Regions from separate parts of the Mus musculus genome. Here region 1 is linked to region 2. A link is a contact called in public HiChIP or PLAC-seq data. All regions are on one chromosome and are shown on one strand. The core of a region is the stretch at or near the end of the contact, and the rest is flanking DNA. Distances in the headings are between cores, read along the strand shown.

Region 1 (3,286 bases), core at 701-3,200, 240 kb before region 2:
GAACGTGGTAGAAAAACCCAGATCTTATACATTTGGCCTACAGGGTAATGGGCAGGAGAGATTCACCTGTGGGTCTTTAAATTTAATTATAAACACAAGAGACTCAACATACTATAGAGAGAATGGCATCAAATTTGTTCCGAGTCAATGGATCTTGTGTTAGAAATCGCTAGATCATATTAGGGGAGGGGTTTACATGCTCAATTTTCAAGATATATAAGCAGTGTAAAAAACTGGGACAGAGAACAAGAACACAGAAATCTAGGACAGAAGTATGAAACTGGAGGAGAAGAACTCTGAAATTATTGCTAATTCTGATTAAGATTTGGTACTATGGGCACAGGTGAACTCAAAACTCAGCGAAATGCTGAAAAATGACTTTGAAACAATGATTTGCTGTTTGACTTTTGATCATTTCTACAGGTTTTATGTTATAGCAGAGAGATTTCTTAGGATTGTCCTTACTTTTTATTGTTTTAATTGCAATAAGTTGATTTTTAGGTTATGTGGTATATTAAATAATAATGGTCTTGGTTGGCTCATATATTTGAATGTTTAGGAATCAGGGTATGGCACTATTTGAGAAGAATTAGAGGGTATTGCCATATTGGAGTAGTTGTAGCATTATTGAAGAAAGAATGTCACTTTGTATGAATAAGAAAGAATGTATGCTTTGATGTTTCAATAGCCTATGCCAAGTTAAGTCTCTCTCTCTCTAGGCCTACAGGTCAGGATGGAGCTCTTAGCTACTTCTCCAATACAATGGCTACTTGTTCCCATGCTCCCTGCCACCATATTCCCTTCCATGATGATTGTGGACTAAGCTGTTGAAACTGCAAACCAGCCACCAATTAAACCTTTATAAGAGTTTCTTTGTTTATGGCGTCTCTTCGTAGCAATGGAACAGTGACTGAGACAGATGGAAATAATATTTTGTGAAAGATGGCTTCTGAGACATAAGAATTATAATAGAAGAAGACAGATCTAAAATAACATCAAAGAATGAATAAGTAACTAAGTAGGATAGAAAAAAAATAGCAAGCAGTAATGGTCATACTGTAGCAAGTGATAATGCTACATATTGTAGCAAGAAAAGGAAGAAAGAGAGAAATCTAAACCATTCAACTAATATTCTAGTATTCCTTAATTTTTCTGTTATTCAAATGCTGATGTTTATTGAATCATTCTTCTCGATGATGATTTTAAATAGATAATATGACTGGCAAAACTATTACTTGAATCCTGGTTTTTGATCACAAATAATCCTGTATGTATGATATAGTTTTAGATCATAACAACTTGTCATAATCAATACTGTGTAAAGTAGGGCAGCAGAACATCACTTGCTTATACTTAGTTCTTCTTATATAAATTCTAATTCATTGATAGAGAACATGCCCCTCAAATTATTAAGTAGAAAGTGTTTAACATGTCCTCTGTAAAGCAATCATTTTCTTCATCAGAGTGGGAATCTGAGTGTTTAAAACAATCAAATAATTTTTGCCACACCGTAGTAGCCAGCATTTAAAATCCACAGGGTGGTACCTGCCTTCTCTGGCTGTTTTGCACCGGTGTCTTGGGTTCCAGATCACGGGTATGGTGTGACTTCTAGAAGCACAAAGAGAGACAATAGGTACTAAAGAACAGGGATGAATTATCTGGATAGGATCAAACCTAAGGCTTTCGTTAGGATAGTTATTTAGTCCAGAAAGAGAGTTATTTAGACCATTTAGTGGCCAGAAAGAAAAAAAAAAGTTTAGTTTTATTTTGTTTTGCTTTGTTTTAATAAAATGTTGTGTAACCCCACCCCCACCCCCACCCCCCCAGCCTGAAGCTGGCTGATCTGGACTTTGACCTTGCTGCCACAAAGGAGATTACCTAGGGTGGGGCCTTCATCCCTAGATGACTCTATTGTTCAGCCACTGCTGCTGTTCTCCTTCAAGACACTGCTACCTGCTGAGAGGGCAAAGAGCTATTCCAGAGACTACACCCTGCAGCTGGTTCCAGGCTCCAAGAAAGAATTGGCAGGAATGGGCCTCCCCTCCCCCCCCCTTTATAAGCACATTTGAGCTTTGATCAGGAATCTTGATTTAGCTCCATTTTTCTCTCAACCGCCCAGTTCTCCTCTCTTTCAGCCCCGGCCTGCCACTCCGGTGTACCCGGTCCATGTGAGCGGAGCGGCGAGCGGCTCGCAACAATGTTGGATCAACTTTGTATCCTTTATGCTAAAAATTTACCTTGCTTTTGTTAAAAAACAGTACATACTTTGATTTTCATCCCTTGGTTTTAAACAATTTAACTTTATTTTTAAAAATTAAAATATGATTAGATCAGTTTCCCATGTGATGGCTCATGACCATCAATAGCTCTAGTTCCTGGAGCTACACTGCCACCCTCCTGCTTCTGTGGATACTAGATGCCCAAGTGACACAATGCATACCTACAGGCATGCAATTCTTATACATACAAGTAAAATAAATATACATCTTAAAGTATTATTAATATTAAAGGGTAATATTAGTAGACCTCCTCACCAAAATATGTTGCCAAAGACAATTGAAAGAGTTGAAATGAAAGCTATAGACTGAAAGAAGATATTTGTAACCAGTATACCAATTTGTTATTATTAAACCAATAATGATTGATTTCCCTACTTTATAAAATGTTCTTGTGAACTATCACTAAGCCCATTCTTTTTCACGCACAAAATTCTTTTTTGTTTGTTTGTTTGTTTGATTTTTCGAGACAGGGTTTCTCTGTATAGCCCTGGCTATCCTGGAACTCACTCTGTAGACCAGGCTGGCCTCAAACTCAGAAATTTGCCTGCCTCTGCCTCCCAAGTGCTGGGATTAAAGGCATGTGCCACCACACCTGGCTAAAATTCTTGTTCATACACTACAAAATAAAAGAAATGCCTCTCCCCCAAGCTCCCACAAGACTGCTGAAAATCTATATCCTAGGATTTGATATGGTTTTAGGCAAGGAAAAAAATTATTCGAATAAGACGAGGTTAGATAGATTATCTATACATTAAATAAGAGGTAAGAGTTGCAATACTAGATAATTCTATTAATTGTTATAGATTTGTAAGTATATAATCATCATTTACTTCTACTGAAGGTCAAAATTTATGTATTTATATTAATGAAAGAAAATCTGCCTTTACTCTTGTGTCATTTTCAACAGATATTCTTAAAGTTGAGAACAATATAATGAATGGGTTTCAGCAATAATCCATTCCTACAGAAAGCTGCTTAGAGAAGCATGGTGGTAGACTGTATTTGCT
Region 2 (3,338 bases), core at 344-2,843:
ACCTTAGATGGGCTTGCTTTTGATCCCAGTTGTTAACATTGATTTTTATCCCAATTGGTACCTGTTAGCTTTTTGTATGCATTCCTCTGTTTTGTGTAAAAGTCACTTATAAGTATGATGCTCACTTTGAGAAATTACATTCAGATACAACATTCCCTTGTGTTCCTATCTGTCACATTTTCACCAACTCCCTACCCACCTGTAAAGGGACCCTGATTCTCCCATGGATTGAGGGGCCCGACTGAGTACAGTCCTGGGCACTTTCCTAGTTTTCCCTCCAAAACTTCCCTATCCCCTCCCCCATCGCCCTACTCCCCAATCCACCCACTCCCACTTCCTGGCCCTGGCCCCTATACTGGGGCATAGAACCTTCACAGGACCAAGGGCCTCTCCTCCCATTGATGACCTATTAGGCCATCCTCTTCTACATATGCAGATGGAGCAATGAGTCCCACCACATGTTTTCTTTGATTGGTGGTGTAGTCCCTGGCAGCTCTGGGGGGTACTGGTTAGTTCATAATGTTGTTTTTCCTATGGGACTGCAAACCCCTTCAGCTCCTTGGATACTTTCTCTAGCTCCTTCATAGGGGACCCTGGACCTGGACCTTTCTACCTGTAGATGGTCCAATAGACCCTGGACAACAAAGAAATGGCCAACTTGACCAACATCCCCATCCCCAGTTTCTTAGGTTTCCCAGAAACATGTTACTCCAAAGTCAGCAGGAAGCAGCTAAAGATCACCATGACCCTACTTGCTTCACCATCACCTCTTTCTAGTTTCTATTTTTAATTAAACCAAAATGGAGGAATGTTAGCATGTTGGCATCCCTTCTAGGGTCCGCTTAACAATTAACTAGCAACAACTAGGTAGGAGCCTGGCTTGCTATAAAAAGATTGTTTGGCCTCTCACACTCCCCCACCTCCCATCTCTGCCTCTGTCTGGTTTTCCTCTGGCTTCTCTCTCTCCTTCCCTCTCCCCTTCTCTCTCTCCACCAGTTCCTGTCCAGCCTCCTCTTCCTCTCTCTCTCTCTCTCTCTCTCTCTCTGTCCACGTCTGTCCCTTCTCTTTCTCTGCCTCTACTCCCTTCTCAACCATCCTGCCCATGCCCCCAAATAAACTTCATTTTATACTAGACTCTTTGTGTGACTTATACCTGGGGGGAAGAGGATGACTCAGCACGGGCCCATTAAGGTACCAGTCCTAATCCCACTGCATCATACTACATTTTACAAAACATATCAAAAAGGTATATGTGTCTCTTTAGAATATCTTCATCTCTGCTAGACTAGTTATATTTTTTGTCTTAGCACCTGAATCTTGTGGTGGGATATGTTTATAGCTTAGAGAAAAATAATAAACAGAATGCAAGTAGGGACCAAAGTGGCAACATATTTAGTTCCTACTAGTCATAGTGAGAACCATTTTTAATAACCTCTTGTCTTTTTGTCACCTTTGAAATGGCAACTCAATGTCACGGCCTTCACAAAGGGTCTTGTCACAACCTAGACTGTCATCTAGCTTATGATCCTCCAGTCTCACCTTCACACTGTAGTAGCTAAGTACTCCATCACTGAGGTCTGAGGCCAGCCCTGTGTGTAACTAGAGATTGTTTAGACAATACAAGGAATTCTAGGAATGCAAAAGATCCAGTATGTTATCTCACACCTACAGAGGAAATTGTCCACAAAAAGAAACTGTGGCTTTTGCTTATTAAAGGCCCTGCCTCCCCTTTAAGCTTAGGTGGCAGTCTCAAATCCCACCAAGGAGATTGGTCAGCTGCAACTTAGATATAATTCTTAAATTAAACCTCAATAGAGTTTAGGTAGTCTCCCTGGTGGCCTTGAATTCCACAACAGCACATGCCAGGTTTCTCAGCAAGCACTACCATACCCAGTGGGACTTGATTTCAGTTCTAATTTCTCATAACCTATACTTTATGTCATGCCCAGCCACTGGTCCTCAATAAGCCAGCTAAAACAGCTAAATGAAAGGCAGAAAGCAGAAAATGATTTTTCGATGTGGTCACATTGGGAAGAGTGACAAAGAGAGCCAGCAAACCCCTCAACTTTGACTTGAGGATTTTGAAGATATTAAGATCATAGGCTATGAACATCTAAGCAGTCCTACTTAAGCAGGACTTAAGTGGGCCCTCCTACCATTATTTGGTTTTCAGTCTTATCCAGTAAGATTGTTTGACAAGCTGTTAGAACTGTTTTAAATTTCTCTGGAACCCTGTTCTGGCCAGTCTTGTATCAGAATGACACACAAACAAGAGGTGTCTGAAGATGTGGGAAGGGAGGGCTTAATTGAAAAAACAAAACAAAACAAAACAAACAGCAACAACAACAAAGTCTCCATGAGACCCTGCTGTAAGGCATTTTCTTAACTAGTGATTAATGGGGGAGGGACCAGCCCATTGTGGGTAGTTCCATCCCTGTGCTGGTGGTCCTGTGTTCTATAAGAAAGCAGGCTGAGCAAGCCATGGGATATAAGGCAGTAAGCAGCACCCCTCCATGGACTCTGCATCAGCTCCTGCCTCTAGGATCCTACCATAACTGAGTTCCTGCCCTGACTTCCCTCAGTGACAAACAGCAATACAGAAGAGTAAGCTGCATAAACTCTTTCTGCCCCAAATTGCTCTCTGGTTGTGTCTCACTACAGCAACAGACACACCCTTTCTATCTCCCAGCATAAAATGTCTGGGGAAATTCCCTTTTCTTCAAGATTCATTGTTTTAATAGTACAAGTAACTCTTTAAAATATCTCTACTTCCATAGGAACAATAATATAGATGGAAAGAATGAAAAAAAACCCATAATTTTCCATTTATTTTTCTAGTGAATCTTACATTATATCTGGTGAAAATTAAAATCAACATTTGTTTTCCTCATTTAAATAGTGAAGATAGCAAAGGGAAAATATTTATATAATGGATCTCCTTAGAAGCCTGAGACTGTTCAAAGGAGATTTAAATATGAAAAATATTCATCATAAAAGGTACACATCTTGTTTATATGCCTATAAATGTCACCAGTTCTTTAATGTATTTAAAATATGTAAACCCTGTATTGTTCTCTTAGGTCTTAGTGTTTTATCTTTAGACCTAATTTCATGAAACCGGGAAAAAAAAATAAACAGAAAAGTAAACACATGTTGTTACACCTGAGAACTGCAAGGAGAAAGAATCCATGATTGTCCAATGAAGCAAGCTTTGTTTTGGGGTGCACCTGGGACTGAGCATTCTGGCTGCCTCTCCATAAGTCAGGACTTTAGAGAGCAGCCCCTGCCAGCCTCTGGAGGCCCCTTTTATAGGAGAGATAAATGTTCACTGGGGTGAG

What was found. HiChIP or PLAC-seq counts read pairs in DNA pulled down with a chosen protein or histone mark.
Region 1: a contact with region 2 is called in an H3K27ac HiChIP or PLAC-seq map of embryonic stem cells, with 11 read pairs. The contact joins two enhancer-like sites. A contact is called at or near these places in 3 of 484 Hi-C or Micro-C datasets (all in embryonic stem cells) and 10 of 115 datasets of contacts at active chromatin or transcription factors (differentiating embryonic stem cells, embryonic stem cells, extraembryonic endoderm stem cells and 1 more).

Annotation. Positions count from the first base shown.
Region 1 is chr13:118,264,640-118,267,925 of GRCm38.p6, reverse strand. No RefSeq gene overlaps it. Among named protein-coding and RNA genes, the nearest start is that of Mrps30, 120 kb to the left of the region's middle. Within about 2 kb of position 1,950, at least 8 of the 459 cell types and tissues checked have an H3K27ac peak or open chromatin away from gene starts, as enhancers often do. A contact at or near this core is called in embryonic stem cells, where this site is marked.
Region 2 is chr13:118,019,641-118,022,978 of GRCm38.p6, reverse strand. No RefSeq gene overlaps it. Among named protein-coding and RNA genes, the nearest start is that of Gm26349, 15 kb to the left of the region's middle. Within about 2 kb of position 1,593, at least 17 of the 459 cell types and tissues checked have an H3K27ac peak or open chromatin away from gene starts, as enhancers often do. A contact at or near this core is called in embryonic stem cells, where this site is marked.